3 separate regions of the Sus scrofa genome follow, and all the other regions are linked to region 2. Evidence: chromatin contacts called from public HiChIP or PLAC-seq data. All regions are on one chromosome and are shown on one strand. The core of a region is the stretch at or near the end of the contact, and the rest is flanking DNA. Distances in the headings are between cores, read along the strand shown.

What was found. HiChIP or PLAC-seq counts read pairs in DNA pulled down with a chosen protein or histone mark.
Region 1: an H3K27ac HiChIP or PLAC-seq map of skeletal muscle shows a contact between it and region 2, with 3 times the contacts expected there. The contact joins two enhancer-like sites. A contact is called at or near these places in 1 of 47 Hi-C or Micro-C datasets (skeletal muscle) and 1 of 2 datasets of contacts at active chromatin or transcription factors (skeletal muscle).
Region 3: a contact with region 2 is called in an H3K27ac HiChIP or PLAC-seq map of skeletal muscle. The contact joins two enhancer-like sites. A contact is called at or near these places in 5 of 47 Hi-C or Micro-C datasets (embryonic fibroblasts, fetal heart ventricle and liver) and 1 of 2 datasets of contacts at active chromatin or transcription factors (skeletal muscle).

Annotation. Positions count from the first base shown.
Region 1 is chr14:1,558,595-1,562,866 of Sscrofa11.1, forward strand. The region is part of intron 4 of LOC106505879 (a long non-coding RNA gene); the gene reads left to right. Among named protein-coding and RNA genes, the nearest start is that of GADD45G, 390 kb to the left of the region's middle. Within about 2 kb of position 1,462, at least 28 of the 83 cell types and tissues checked have an H3K27ac peak or open chromatin away from gene starts, as enhancers often do. A contact at or near this core is called in skeletal muscle, where this site is marked.
Region 2 is chr14:1,302,777-1,307,185 of Sscrofa11.1, forward strand. No RefSeq gene overlaps it. Among named protein-coding and RNA genes, the nearest start is that of GADD45G, 140 kb to the left of the region's middle. Within about 2 kb of position 2,330, at least 13 of the 83 cell types and tissues checked have an H3K27ac peak or open chromatin away from gene starts, as enhancers often do. A contact at or near this core is called in skeletal muscle, where this site is marked.
Region 3 is chr14:1,447,135-1,451,988 of Sscrofa11.1, forward strand. It overlaps LOC106505879 (a long non-coding RNA gene), which reads left to right. Exons shown (of 6, transcript XR_002338446.1): 2 at 1,339-1,492. Among named protein-coding and RNA genes, the nearest start is that of GADD45G, 280 kb to the left of the region's middle. Within about 2 kb of position 1,982, at least 4 of the 83 cell types and tissues checked have an H3K27ac peak or open chromatin away from gene starts, as enhancers often do. A contact at or near this core is called in skeletal muscle, where this site is marked.

The sequences.
Region 1 (4,272 bases), core at 212-2,711, 250 kb after region 2:
TTGCCATGGCTGTGGTGTAGGCTGCAACCGCAGCTGTGATTTTACCCCTAACCTGGTCGATTCCAGATGCTGCAGGTTCGGCTGTAAAAAGGAAAAAATTCAGAGCCTTTTTAGTGTTACTATTAATGAAATCATAGTAACAATAATAAGGATAGGCCTGTGTAAGAATGACAAGGCTGCCCTGTCATTTGCTCTGGGTTGCATATTTCTGATAATCTAGAAGCCAAAGGAATGGGCACCTCTCTGGAGGGTCCCAGGCAGCAGAGTGAAACCCTGACATCCAGGTATCAGGGTATCACTACGTGTTTTTCATTACTTGTGAACCTGGTGGGCTGTGGTTGGGATCATTTTTTGCAGGGTCTTGCCTAGTGGTTCTTTCTGACCCTGGGGCCACGCTGTAGGGTTTTCTATGTCTGCATTCAAGCAGCAGAGGAGATACTTAAAATACAGGCTTTTATCCTTCACAGAGATGATCCATCTTTGCAAAACAGCCCTGGGTTTTCTTGCAACACACTCGGAAGTGGCTCCAAGACTCTGTTACAGAAGAAATTCTTTAGTAGAACTTTTTCATTCGGAATTATCTAACCAAAGTTCTGACAATGGTGGAAAGGATAAAAATAATTACTCTGGATCCCAAGACAAGCTGAACATCTGGGTTATTACCATTGGTTTGGGTCCAATACCAACTTCCTTGCCCCCCCACCCCCATTCAGAACCCTTTGATTTGTATGCTCCTTGCTGGGAGAGATGGAAAATGCCAAGTGCCTAAATGCTTAGCTATTTCATTCCAGGATGCATTCCTTTCCTTCTAGTCACTGATGCCAAAGGAAAGTGGGAAGGATAGACTTGCAGCCTCCAATGGGGATGCAGTCCAGAGATTGAATTGGTAACTGTTCTGCACTTACAATGAACATCGTTGCCATAGAAACCCAGCAACAAGACAACTGAGAATCTGGTTGACTGAGACAAATAAATGTTTTCCTCTCATGGCTTGCAGGGAGCCTGATAAATTCTGCCTGGTTCCTCTCTGCTGGGGTGGCAGGAGCTGTATCAAAATTCTTTTACTGCCCTATCCTCATGTGTCAGACTGACAAGGACCCCTGTGTATGTTGATACAAGCCGGCTACATGACAGTATCCCACAGCTGCAGTCTGATTGCACCTGCTTATTTGCAACAGGTGCTGTGTTTTAAGACCCAAACCCCAGAACCTGGATTTTCAGGGGGGGCAGCTGCTGAATTTTTGGTTGGCTATTTTTCCTCCATGGAGCAGTGGCCCTCTAGAGAAATTGGAGCATCTGAAACCTTATCCTCACCTAAAGAACACTGTCAGGATTTTCCTTTTGCTGGGCCTCCAGGGCCGCAAAGAAGGATAAGAAAAGGATTTGGGCCACTTGCCTCAGCTTTGAAACCAGAACGCCAAACCAACCAGGCCAGCATGTGAGCTGCTGGCATTTCAGGAATGTACACGCTAAGAATCTAAGTGTCGAATGCATTTGACTAGTGAATGTGTGTTTACCCTAGTTGGCAACGTTCAGGTCACAAAACGAAAGTGGCAACTGGAACCTTGCCTTTTCTGCTCAACTTTGCATAACAGGGTGCATCAGCTTAAAAATGTCAACAGCGAACACTCCCATACAAATCTATTCCCAAGAAAAATACTGTGGGCAGTTTCTATTCTGGGAGAAACTTCTGGGGAAGAAAAACCTCATTTGGGTGCTATCCATCATGCTATTTAAGTCAAGGGAGATGTTTTAAGAGCAAAAATGCAGCATTTTGTAACATTTCTACCTACTCAAAACGCAGATGCTCCCGCAAAGTCTTGAAGGTTGCTTGTGACCCAGGCTCACGGGGCTGGTTCTTGAGGCTTTTTGACAAGGGGGCTATTTATGCCATTGAGGGATGGCAAAATATATGGTTTCTTTTTTCAGAGGTAAAAATGCCACAAAAATCATGGAAAACCAAGAAAGCACAGGAAAGTAACTAAGTAAAGAGTATGCATAATCGATCTGTGATCTCTCCACATAAAAATAATGATTCTACGTATTCGGGGGTGTTAACTCCTCTGAGGGAAGAGACTTAGGGATCATGATGAACCTCCCGGCTGAGCTGTGGTGACAGCCAGGGTCAGAAAAAGAGAGAGCGGCTCAGCTGGGTATTTCACAGTCAGCAGAGGTGAGGCCATTGTCAAGGTCCCTTGGTGAGGCCAAGTGTATGAAGGCTTTTAACAGAGGAGACTAAAAAAAGTCACAATGAGGGGGTTCCTGTGAACTTTCCCTCTAGGAGGGAACCTGTGGCCAAAATTGTTCAATAATGCTGGTTAACAAGGAGACGTAGGTTTCGTTTCCATGTGGTTTCTGGGAGCACTTTCCCCCACATCTCATGAGCAGCCCTGGGAGATGCCGCTGGTGACCTCAGGGTACCTCTTGATGTACCAGCTGTGTCCCTTCTTATTTTGCAAGGGCTGCTGCTGCCTCAGCAACTCTGCACGGCAGCCTGGTGTAGGCTGCTCAGGTTCTTCTCACTGCCATGCACAGCACGGCTGTTTTTCACGTCTCCTGTGACTCAGAGGATCCCAGTGTTACATAAACACGCCCGAGTGTGTCCTATGCGCGGGTTTGCAGCTCTCGTGGTTCGTGTCTCTTTCCTTGCCCAAATCAGAATTAAAGGATTTTTTGTTAAATGATACGCTGCTTGAGGTTCTCTATGCGGGAAAGTAGAAATGTGGCTGGGTCACATCAAGCGGCAGGACTGCCTGTCGCCTTGGTGTTAGTCGCCTCTGAGTGGTGAGCTCTCCCGTCTCACCAGACCTTTGCCAGAGCCTCTATTTTAGGTGTGTCTTGTGTTCACTTCTTGGCAGCATATTCAGTTAGGATATTCATAGCAAGCTGCTGAGTGCTGAAGAAAATCAACAACAGGTTTCTTTGAAAAGCTCGTAAAGATCTGTGATAATGTGTTTGTTCAATGCGTAGACCGAAATGAGGAGGCACTAACTGTGGACACGATTACAGCCAAATGCAATAAAAACTGAGTTGTACCATGTACAGTGGTCTGGAGGTCAGGATCCTTTTGATGACCCCCTGATGTTTTCAGCTCCTTTTGTACTCTGTGAGTGTTTACAGGTTTCACCACCTTAGGTGGGGATCAGAGGTGCCACTCACCAGGCAGGTTTTAGGATGATCATCGGGAAGGACAACAGAGCAGGCTGCCGTGCTGAGCACACGTGGCAGCAAAACAAGGCCAGAATGATCTGGAAACGAATACACTTTGGAGGAAGAAAAAAAATCCGGCTTCCTATTGATGCCCTAATCAGGTCTTGGAAACAGCTTCTAAGACATACAAAGTGACATGATCAGTTTTAAACATTTCCTGGCTTGAGAACATACTGTGTTGGAGGAGGCACAGCAAATTCATCCTGGATCCGGTCCCAGGATGTTGTTTCAACAAAGTTACTCTTCTGTCAAGGATACTGAGTTGGAGGTGAAACTTTAGCCTGTCACCTGCTCCAGAGGTGCATCCCACTGGGTGCCCAGCGTGGCTCTAAACCTGCCTCCAGGCACATGGAGAGAGTATGAGTGAGACGCTCCGTTTCTTGTGCTTAGGGAATGTGCAGTGGCTGGCACGCAAGGAGTCCCATGGCTGAGTTCTCAGTGTGCTAAGGCTGAGAAGAGCTAGTGCTCGCAAAATAAACAACAACAAATCACAGTTAAAGGACAGAATGTCTCTGGACATTCACTTCCATAAAAATACAATCTTGATGGAAATGACCGAAATGCCAGGGTGACATGTTTTCAAGCACACAGACATGAGCACCTGAAAATGTATCTGTGGAAAGTGCCAGCACAGATCTCCTGCAGTCCTGCCTTGCCTGGGAAACATCTGGTTACACTGAAGGAGTGGGAGACAGGAGGCCTGGATGACCAGGTATTGAGAGTTACAGGGCTGGGTGCTGAGCCGAGTGGGCAGATAATGCAGCCAACGTCCACTAGCCCAAGGGCACCTACAGGTAGAGCAAGACCTGAGTGTCATGGCCTCAGACCATATTCTGTTATCTGGCTCTCCAAAGGGAGATCCTTCAAAGATTCATGTAAAGGTTTTATGAATGAAGTTCATTTTAAATGAATGAGTTCATTTAAAGATTTTCTCCCACATTTTTTCCCCTACTCTCTTTAACAAGTTCAGAATATGATTCTGGGTTCAAAATCCCATTGATGGTATTTACAGAATCCTATTGTAGCCAATATTTTACTGAAGACACAGATTCTTTTCTTTTC
Region 2 (4,409 bases), core at 1,080-3,579:
GCCAGTTCTGGCATAATGGCATCTGTGGCCCCATCTCAGCTGTGTCAGGGCAGGGCTGGGGTTCAGGCAGGTGGACTTGCTAACTGGCCTGAGGCCTTGCCTCGCTGGCTACAGGAGTGTGGTTATGAGGGTGCATTTCTCATTGTACTCAAGGCAGGGGTTCTGGTAGGTGACAGATTATTTGTGGGCTTTTCCCCATCTTTTTTGATTTTGATTTTGTATATATATATTTTTTTGCTTCTTAGGGCTGCACCTGCTGCATATGGAGGTTCCCAGGCTGAGGGTCAAAACAGAGCTACAGCTGCTGGCCTACACCACAGCCACAGAAACGCAGGATCGGAGCCACATCTGCCACCTACACCACAGCTCATGGCTATGCTGGATCCTTAATCCACTGAGCGAGGCCGGGAATTGAACCTGCAACCTCATGGTTACTAGTTGGATTCTTTTCTGCTGTGCCACAACGGGAACTCCCCCATCTTTTCTAAAAAAAAATTTATTGGAATATAGTTGGCTTATAAAGTTTGTTAATATGCTGTGGCATACAGCAAAGTAAATCAGTTATACATGTACATATATCCATTCCTTTTCAGATTCTTTTCCCATGTAGGTGGCCACACAGTTCTGAGTAAATTTCCCACGCTGTATAGCCGGTCCCCACCCATTACCCATCTATTCCATGTATAGTCGTGTGTATATATTAGTCCCACCCCCCAATTTATCCCCTTTGGTAAACATAAGTTTGGTTTCAAAAATCTTTCCGTCTGTTTCTCTTTTGTAAGTTCTATTGTATCATTTCTATTAGGTTCCACATATTAGTGACTTCATATGATACTTGTCTTTCTCTGTCTGACTTAGTATGACAATTTCTAGGTCCATCCATGTTGCTGCAAGTAGCACTATTTCAAGCTTTGTATGGCTGGGTAGTATTCCTTTGTATAAACACACCACGTCTTCTTTATCCAATCCTCTGATGATGGACATCTTGGTTGCTTCCACGTCTCAGCTGTTGTACCAGGCCTGCAATGAACACTGCGGTGTATGTACCTTTTTGACTTATGGTTTTCTCCAGGTAGATGCTTTGCTGAAACCCATTGGGGAGTTCAGGCCTTTTGAGCACAGGCTGCCCTGGACATAGAAATGCTTCACTTTTTCCTTCCCCACAACCTGGTGTCAATAGATTGGCTTAACTTCGAGCTGCCCCTAGTTTGGTTTGGGAACAGTGTAGCTCTGAAGAGCTATGCATCTCGAACTTTAATGTTTACCCATTTTCTTGACTGTGGCCTCTTTGCAGGGCGGGTGCAGAATCTTGATCCTGGCTGTTCCTTATGAACCACGTACTCAGGCTCAGCTGCCGAGAGTGTGGGAGGGTGTGTCGTGCCTGCTGGAGCCCAGACACTCACAATTCCAGCGACCTGATGCTGAATCACCATCTACTTGACAATTAGTGGCATAAAACAAGCCCTATTTCACCGCATGCATGCATTCGGAGGCCAGGAGTTCAGGTTGGCTCTGGGGGAAGATCCACCCCATGGGATGACGGGGCAGATGGGGGCTGGGTCCCCCGGATGTGCTTCTCTCACAGACCCAGGCCTGGGCCAGCCCGGGGGCTGCTGACTGGGGCCCCTCTGAGTGCTCTGAGCTTCCTCCCAGCATGGTGGCCTCAGGGCAGTTAAGCTTCTCCCGGGGTGACCTGAACGTTTTTGAGGAGGAAACTGTGCACCAGGTGGCCAATGCATGGCTGTTGTGTGCAGCCTCAGAGGGCACCACAGGCTTGGAGAGGGAGCAGCCGAGACTCCAAGGGAGGCACAAGGACCCACCCTCAGTGAGGAAGGGCAGACATCGCATTGACTAATGTGCTTCTCTCAGGATGAAAATGTTTCCACATGGAAAAAACTGCATCCTGGCCTCAGACGTGCAGGGACTGGAGTGAATGAGGTGCCAAAGGCCACTAACCCTCTGGGTCTCAGGCTCCCCATCTGGGCAGCCAGGGTGATGTGACGGTCACTTGGTGAGGGTGGAATTCATACCCCACACCAGACCCCCTTCCCCGTGGGCTGCGGGGCTGCTGCCACGGCTGTCAGCCCCCAGGCCCCCACCGCTGCTCCTGTCTGCCGCAGATACTGCTCTCGATTTTGGTGTGAGGAATTCGCCCAGGCCTGGGTGGAGCCGGGGGGCTGCCGCGGAAAGCAGCTGCGGAGAAAGTCAGCCCTGGACCACTTCCAACTATGACAAGAATGTCAGCCTGTGTCTCTTTCAGCCGGGATGGGCGAAACAGCCATTTTTAGCAACCATGCGGTCCCAACCTAGCTGCTGCCAAGCTGCTGGGCTGGGTAGCTCTGGAATTTGCCTGATCTGAATTGCACTACACGAGGAGGCAGGAAAGGGGGGGAGGCAGTTAGACTCTGCACATCTCTGAGAAGGTTTGGCTGGGTCCAGAAAGGAAAGGCAGGCAGACAGGAACATGCCCTCAGAGCCTGGACGCCTTTTGTGGGAAAACTCTAATTTTGTGCCATCCAGCAGGGGTGGGGGTGGTTCCTTGAAGGCATGTCAGTCTCCTTAAATGGATCCCAGGGCCTATTCAGAAGCCTGAGAGCTGGGGTGGGGTGAGGTCTTCCTGCTGCGTAAGGAAGGTTTGTGGCCCTGCCTATGTTACCTACTACTGACCCCTGTCCAGACGTCTCCTCCCAGGTCTAGCCTGAATGGTGCAGGTTCTGCAAAGACACACAGGAGAGGGTTTTAAATGTGCCATCAGAAGAGATCCCGTTCCGACTCAGCGGAAATGAACCCAACTAGTATCCGTCAGGATGTGTGTTCGATCCCTGGCCTCACTCACTGGGTTAGGTGTTGCCCAGAGCTTTGGTGTAGGTTGCAGATGTAGCTCGGATCCCACATTGCTGTGGCTGTGGTATAGGCCAGCAGCTGCAGCTCTGATTCGACCCCTAGCCTGGGAACTTCCATGTGCCGCAGGTGCAGCCCTAAAAAAAGTGAAAAAAAAAAAAAAATGTGCCATCAGATGTCTGGCCCCACTTCCAACATCGACGTGTTTTTGCCGTTTTCCCAGCTGTTCTGTTAAGGGATGGACCTTGGGGACCCCAGGTGCTGGAAGAGGCCACTCAGGGAGAGGACAAGGCTGGGCCTTGGCTTAGACCTCGACCAGTACCTGCTGGCCATCTGGTAGGGACTTTCAGAGTCCTCCCTTTTGAAGGAGAAGGGGAAATTACAGCCACCTCTGCAAGCTGGAACCCCCAGGAGGTCAGGGGTGTATGTTCAGTGTCACCTGCAGTCCAGCCCCCAGCAGAGAGCGGACTGCTATGGAGGAAGCAGAGGGCTGACTGGCCACTCTCTAAAAGCCAACGAGGGCTTGTGTGGTCCAGAGTCACACGGAGGCCCTGCATCCCACAGGGAGGTCACTGACCATTGGGACCTACTGGCCTTGGCACATGCCAACCCTCTTGGAATTTCCCCTCCTCCTTCTCCACCTATTGCAGAATTGGTTTTCTTCCAAAATGCCTCAGTAATCCCTCTCCCTGAAGCCCCCCAGGAGAGCCCCCAGGAAGGGCTCCTTGCTGGAGCAGACCCCCTAGGGCCTGTGCACGCCCTGGACATTGCCTATTTGTGGAATCCAGCCCCTTCAGCTGCCTGCATTGGCATCTCCATGCCCAGAGGCTTTTTATAGAACTGCCACAGCTTGCTCACTTTGAGCGCCCAGCAGGCTGAAGTGCCTGAGTCAACAGCCCCAGGACCTCAGCGCTGGGACTGATCCAGCCTCTCAGAGTGGATCGAAAGCCTCCAACTCCTTCACTCTCAGGGTGGGCTGGGGTGGGGGGTATGTTTTGCACCAGAGGGGCTACAAACCCTGGTGTGTGGGTGGGTGCAGAGCTGTGAACTGTTACTGCACCACTAAGAGGTCAATACAGAACTCGAGAGTGAGTGCAAACTTCTAGAGCAACATGACGTAGGGATCACGTGCAAAGCTCACAGTCATCGTTCCAGCAACGCATCTCACAGTGGGGCCAGCAGCGCATTGGACGTGAACAGGAGACCCTGGTCCTTCACTGCCCTGGGGAGTTTGAGGACACGGTTTGCCATGTTGTCCAGAAGTCCACTGCAGGAGCGAGCGCCCGTGCAATGGCTGTCCTTGGGTCCCCGCGCATTTGCTGTCACCTGTCATGCCACTTTCCCACAGGGCTTGTGAGGGCTTTCTGCGCAGAGCAGAGCCCTCTGAGGCTGGACCTGTGCCTCGCTAGCACCTGGCCTTGTCAGGGCCCCCGAGGTGGAAAGTAGCAGAAAGTTGGTCACTCCATCAAGACTCACTACTTGGTCCTGAAAATACAAGGGACCTGTTGGTACCCAGCTGCTTTCCAGGGTATATGTTGGGGTGTAAAGCAGCTGGCTTATTCCTGCTG
Region 3 (4,854 bases), core at 732-3,231, 140 kb after region 2:
AACTTTCTTTTTTAATGTCTCTATTTTGATAAGGATAATGAAGCAAAGGTTATTGACTGGAGTGTGGCTTTCAGACTGTGTGTGTATAACTGTCTTGTGAAATCAATTCAGTGCTATGGGATTAGTGTTTTCTTAAAAATGTGAAGTAGACAAACTATTCCATTTAGAATGGATAAGCAAAGAGGTCCTACTGTACAGCAGAAGGAACTATATCCAGTCTCTTGGGATAGAACGTGATAGAAGATAGTATGAGAAAAAGGCTGTATATGTTTATATACACATATGACTGTATGTGTGTGTGTGTGTGTGTGTGTATGTGTGACTGATCATTTTGCTGTACAGCAGAAATTGGCACAATACTGTAAATCAACTATACTTTAATAAAAATAAAATTAAAAATAAAAAAATAAAATGTGAAATGGGATGGAATAGGAGATAGCAGAATACACTTAACCGTCCATTCGTTTCCTGTGGAACTTAAAACCTAAGATGTAATGCATTCCCCTCAGATTTTGACACTAGGACCCCATCTACCTCTGCGAGGTCAATGGCCCGCTGCCTTTAGATCCCTGCCCTCCACTCCCAGCCACCCCCTATGTTTCCCGTGCATGGAGAGCTTTTCCTCGAATTTTGATTGGCCACCTCTGCCCTCCACGCACATTGATGCTCAGATGTCAGCTCCTCTTAGAAGTTGCTCCTGACCCTGCTCCCTTCATCTGAACCCTTAACCTCCCTTCATCTTTCTTTGAGGAACTTAGCGCTACCTGATGTGAGTACAGCTGGGCGATTTTTGCTGTGATCTGTCTCCACCATTTGATTATCAACTCTGCCTGCGAAGGGACATGGTCCCGTTCCCTGCCGTCAGCCTAGCAGCTAAGCATGATGTCTGGGGCACAGTAGATGCTTAACTAATAGTTTTTGTTTTTGCTTTGTATTTTTTGGGGCTGCATCCACAGCATATGGAAGTTTTCAGGCTGGGGTTGAATCGGAACTACAGCTGCCGGTCTACGCCACAGCCTCAGCAACTCGGGATCCAAGCCACACCTGCAACCCACCCCACAGCTCATGGCAACACCGGATCCTTAAGCCCCTGAGCAAGACCAGAGATCTAACTTGCATCCTCATGGATACTAGGTGGGTTCCTTACCTCCGAGCCACAACAGGAATTCCAATAGTTGTTAATTTTGAAGGAATGAATGAAAAATGAAATTGATAGCCATCCTTTATCATGGAACAATGGTGAGATCAAGTAAAATAATCCCAAACCAATGCCCAGAACATAGTTAGCCCTCAATAAATGCTAGGTATCAGACTGTTTCACTTTCTCTGAATTTTCAGGCCATTCGTGACTCTTGAAACGTTTAAATATGTCATCCTAGAAAAGAAACATACCCTGTGTTCCCCAGTGAGTGAGCATTTCTGAGATGGCATCATGGTTCTTTTAAAAGCTGAAAATGATCAAGTGCCCTGAGAAGACATGAGTGGATAGAAGGTATGATTGCAGTTTCCAAAAGCATGCTCAGCCTGGGAGCCTGAGGGATTTCAGTGCAGTTGGCATGCTTTCACTTTCTGTGGTCATGAGATCTTCATACTTCAGAGTTCACAGTGCTTTCTGAATACCAAAGGCAAAAGATATTTCGAGTATGTGTTGAATGGTTTCAAATCCACAGATTCTTTGGGGTCCCCTTTGTTCAGTTTTAGAGTGCTCCCAGCTCCCTATTTGGAAAGGATTTGGAGAAAGGAGTCCCTGGATGCCGGGAGCTCCTAGATGTCACCGGAGAAATATTTCTCTCTTGTGACAGCTTAATAATAGAAGCACTTTGCATTCACACATTCATGCTAAACTTAACTATGTGGTCATGGCTTGGTCTCGGAAGATGAGGTATTTTACCTGTGAAGGAGCAGGGTAGAAACGAAGCTATCTGAGGAATGCATGTGAGGTGGCCCAGCACACTCCTGGTACTCTTGGTGGGAACATTTGGTCCCACTCATTATCAGGCCAAACCGTGTCTTAAAATAGGCTTACCATGTGGTCCTCTAAACTAGGAGAGAGTCAATCTAAGCAGCTGAGACCGAAAATATTTCTCAGGTTGATCTTTTGAATCGGTGTGGTGGACAAACTTTATGGCAGAGTACCAGAATGTTGCCTGCATCCTGTTACTATGGAAACAATCATCCAACTACATAGTCTCTGCATATTTATGTGTGGGTGTCAGCCTTGGGGACAAAACCAACTATTTGCTTTTACTTCGCCCTGCTAGAACTTTTGAAAAGAGTATTCCTGGAGTTCCCGTTGTGGCTCAGCAGAAATGAATCTGACTAGCATCCATGAAGACGAGAGTTTGGTCCCCGGCCTCACTCAGCGGGTTAAGGATCTGGCGCTGCCATGTGCTGTGGTGGTGTGGGTTGCAGACATGGCTCAGACCTGATGTTGCTGTGGCTGTGGCATAGGTCTGAGGCTACAGCTCTGATTCAAGCCCTAGCCTGGGAACTTCCATATGCTGTGGGTACGACCCTAAAAAAAGCAAAAAAGAAAAAAAAATCCTAAACCATTTAGAAAATATACTTCTTTCTTTTCCCTTTATTCTTCAGTATTTTTTTTTTTTTTTGCCTGTTTGCCCCTGTCATCCTGTTCCCCAGGTTTCATATATGTTTGGTATTGACTTATCTCCCATGTGCTGGGCACCTGTGCTAAGCACTTCCATGTTTTGTTGCTGCTGATTTTCTTGGGAGGTATATGAAGTCAGTTTTACTAAGTGCATTTTACAAATGTGGACAGTGAGGCTTTCCTGCTCTTCCTCATCTGGGAAGGATAAGAACCAGTGATGCCACTCAGGTCTCTGATGTTGGAAGGCTCGTTCACAGCCTCACTTCTATGGGACCTTCTGGAGAAGTAACGGGAGGCCCTCAGGACTCAGGTGTCCTGCCTGGACGACATCCACAGCCCACTTCCAGGAGGCTGAATGTCGACACCAGCCGGGGGAGCTGCTTCCCTGGCCAGCCCTCTCCTCTTCCTCCTGTGTCGCAAGGACATGCCCCCAGGCTCCTGGAACCAGGGCATATCAGAGTTTATTTTGCAGTTGCACTTTGGGGAATTATGGGATGCCCGAGGCAGTTCCTGGAAATTGATTTTCAGGAGTGCAGCTGTGCCAGTGAGTGGACTTTGGGTGGGGGGAATGTTGGTATTGCGGCGGGGTGTCCCAGGCTCCCTAGAAATGGAAGAGCATCCTTAGGAAAGCTGATCCCACCCAGGGTCAAGAAGGGTCAGGACGGCTCAAACCTAACGATGCTATAGGTCAGGGAGGGAGGAGCACTGTGTCTCCCAGGCCCTGGTTTTCCTTTGGGGTGGAACCAAGCCCTAAAGACACCGTGAAACTGGGTTTGGGGAGAGAGCAGGGTGTCTTCTCCTTAGTGGGAAGAAGGTTGGTCAGGATCCTTATTGCAAGTGCTAGGTCAGGCCGATGATTTGGCCAATACCTTTCACACTCATTTGAGTTTCAAATGGTGTCTTAGAACATGGAAAGTTCAGCCAATGTCACTGTGTTTCAGAGGCCAGAAAGGCAGTGGTCAGCATACAGATGATCATGGGGATAGTGGGTTCTCTATACTTAGTGGGACAGAGTTTCAAAAACACATCCTGTGGACCAAAACCCCTGGGGGCACTGGGGCAGTTGGGAAAAGGGAGATGATGGCTAAAGCCATCCTTACTGTGGTCTTGCTGGGCGAAAGGGCTGAATGTTAGCTTGATGAATTTTATTGGATCATTCAAGGAGTCTCCAGGGCTTGACGTCACCAGACCTTCTGTTCCATGAGGGAGGCTCACCCATTCATCCAACAAATATAGCTTGGTCCATGTGCCATGGTTGCAGGTGCTACATGCTGTGTGCCATGCAGAGTTGTGGGTGCTGGAGACACAGCTTTGAGCAGAACAGTCCCTTCCAGAAACATTTTAGGCTTTGGGGGCTTGTGTGGTTGCAGCTACTCAGCTCTGCAGAAGCATCCACAGACATGGCACTCAGGCAGTGGGGTGGCCGCACCCTGGCACACATTCATCTATCAAACCAGGTGGCCAGCCTGTCTGTAGGATGACCCTTGCCCAGGGTCAAGTTCTGCCAAGTTCATTTTTTTCTCAATGCCTTTTGCAGAATATCTCTACTCCTGAGCTGATTTTAGAGGATCCTGCCCCAATCCTTGTCACCTCATCACTTTGCAGGAGAGGTCAGGACAGCAGGGTGTGCTGCCGGAAGACACCCCCTGTTATGGGCTGAGTCATGTCCCCCCAGCTGCTGTGTCAAAGTCCTAACAGACTGTGACTGTGCTGGGAGACAGGGCCTTTAAGAAGTGATGAAGTGAAGTGAGGCCGTTAGGCTGGTCCCTAAGCCAATGTGGCTGGTGAACATATAAGAAGAAGAGATTAGGGCACAGACACACATGGAGGGAAGACCATGTGGGGACAGAGGGAGGAGGCAGCTGTCGACAAGCCAAGGAGAGAGGCCCTGGGAGGAACTAGCCCTTGCTAACGAACACATTGGTCTTGGGCTTCCTGCCTGCAGAACGGTGAGAAAATAGGCTGATGCTATTTAAACCATCCAGTCTGCAGCCCTGTTGTGGCAGCCCAAACTAGCAGACCTGCCTTATCTCAGGTGCCGCACACTCCAGACGGTCAGGGCAGAATGCAGGTGAGACACTCATCACCAGGCGGTCCTTCCGAGCGAGGAAGCCCCAGTGTTCCTTCCTCTTCCTCTTTCCTTCAGGGCCCTGGATGGATGCTCTGCTAGCTTATCATCTCCTTCTGAGAAAGTGATGCCTGGATGGTGAAAAGAAACAGTTTAGAGAGAAAGAGTTTGTAGAGAT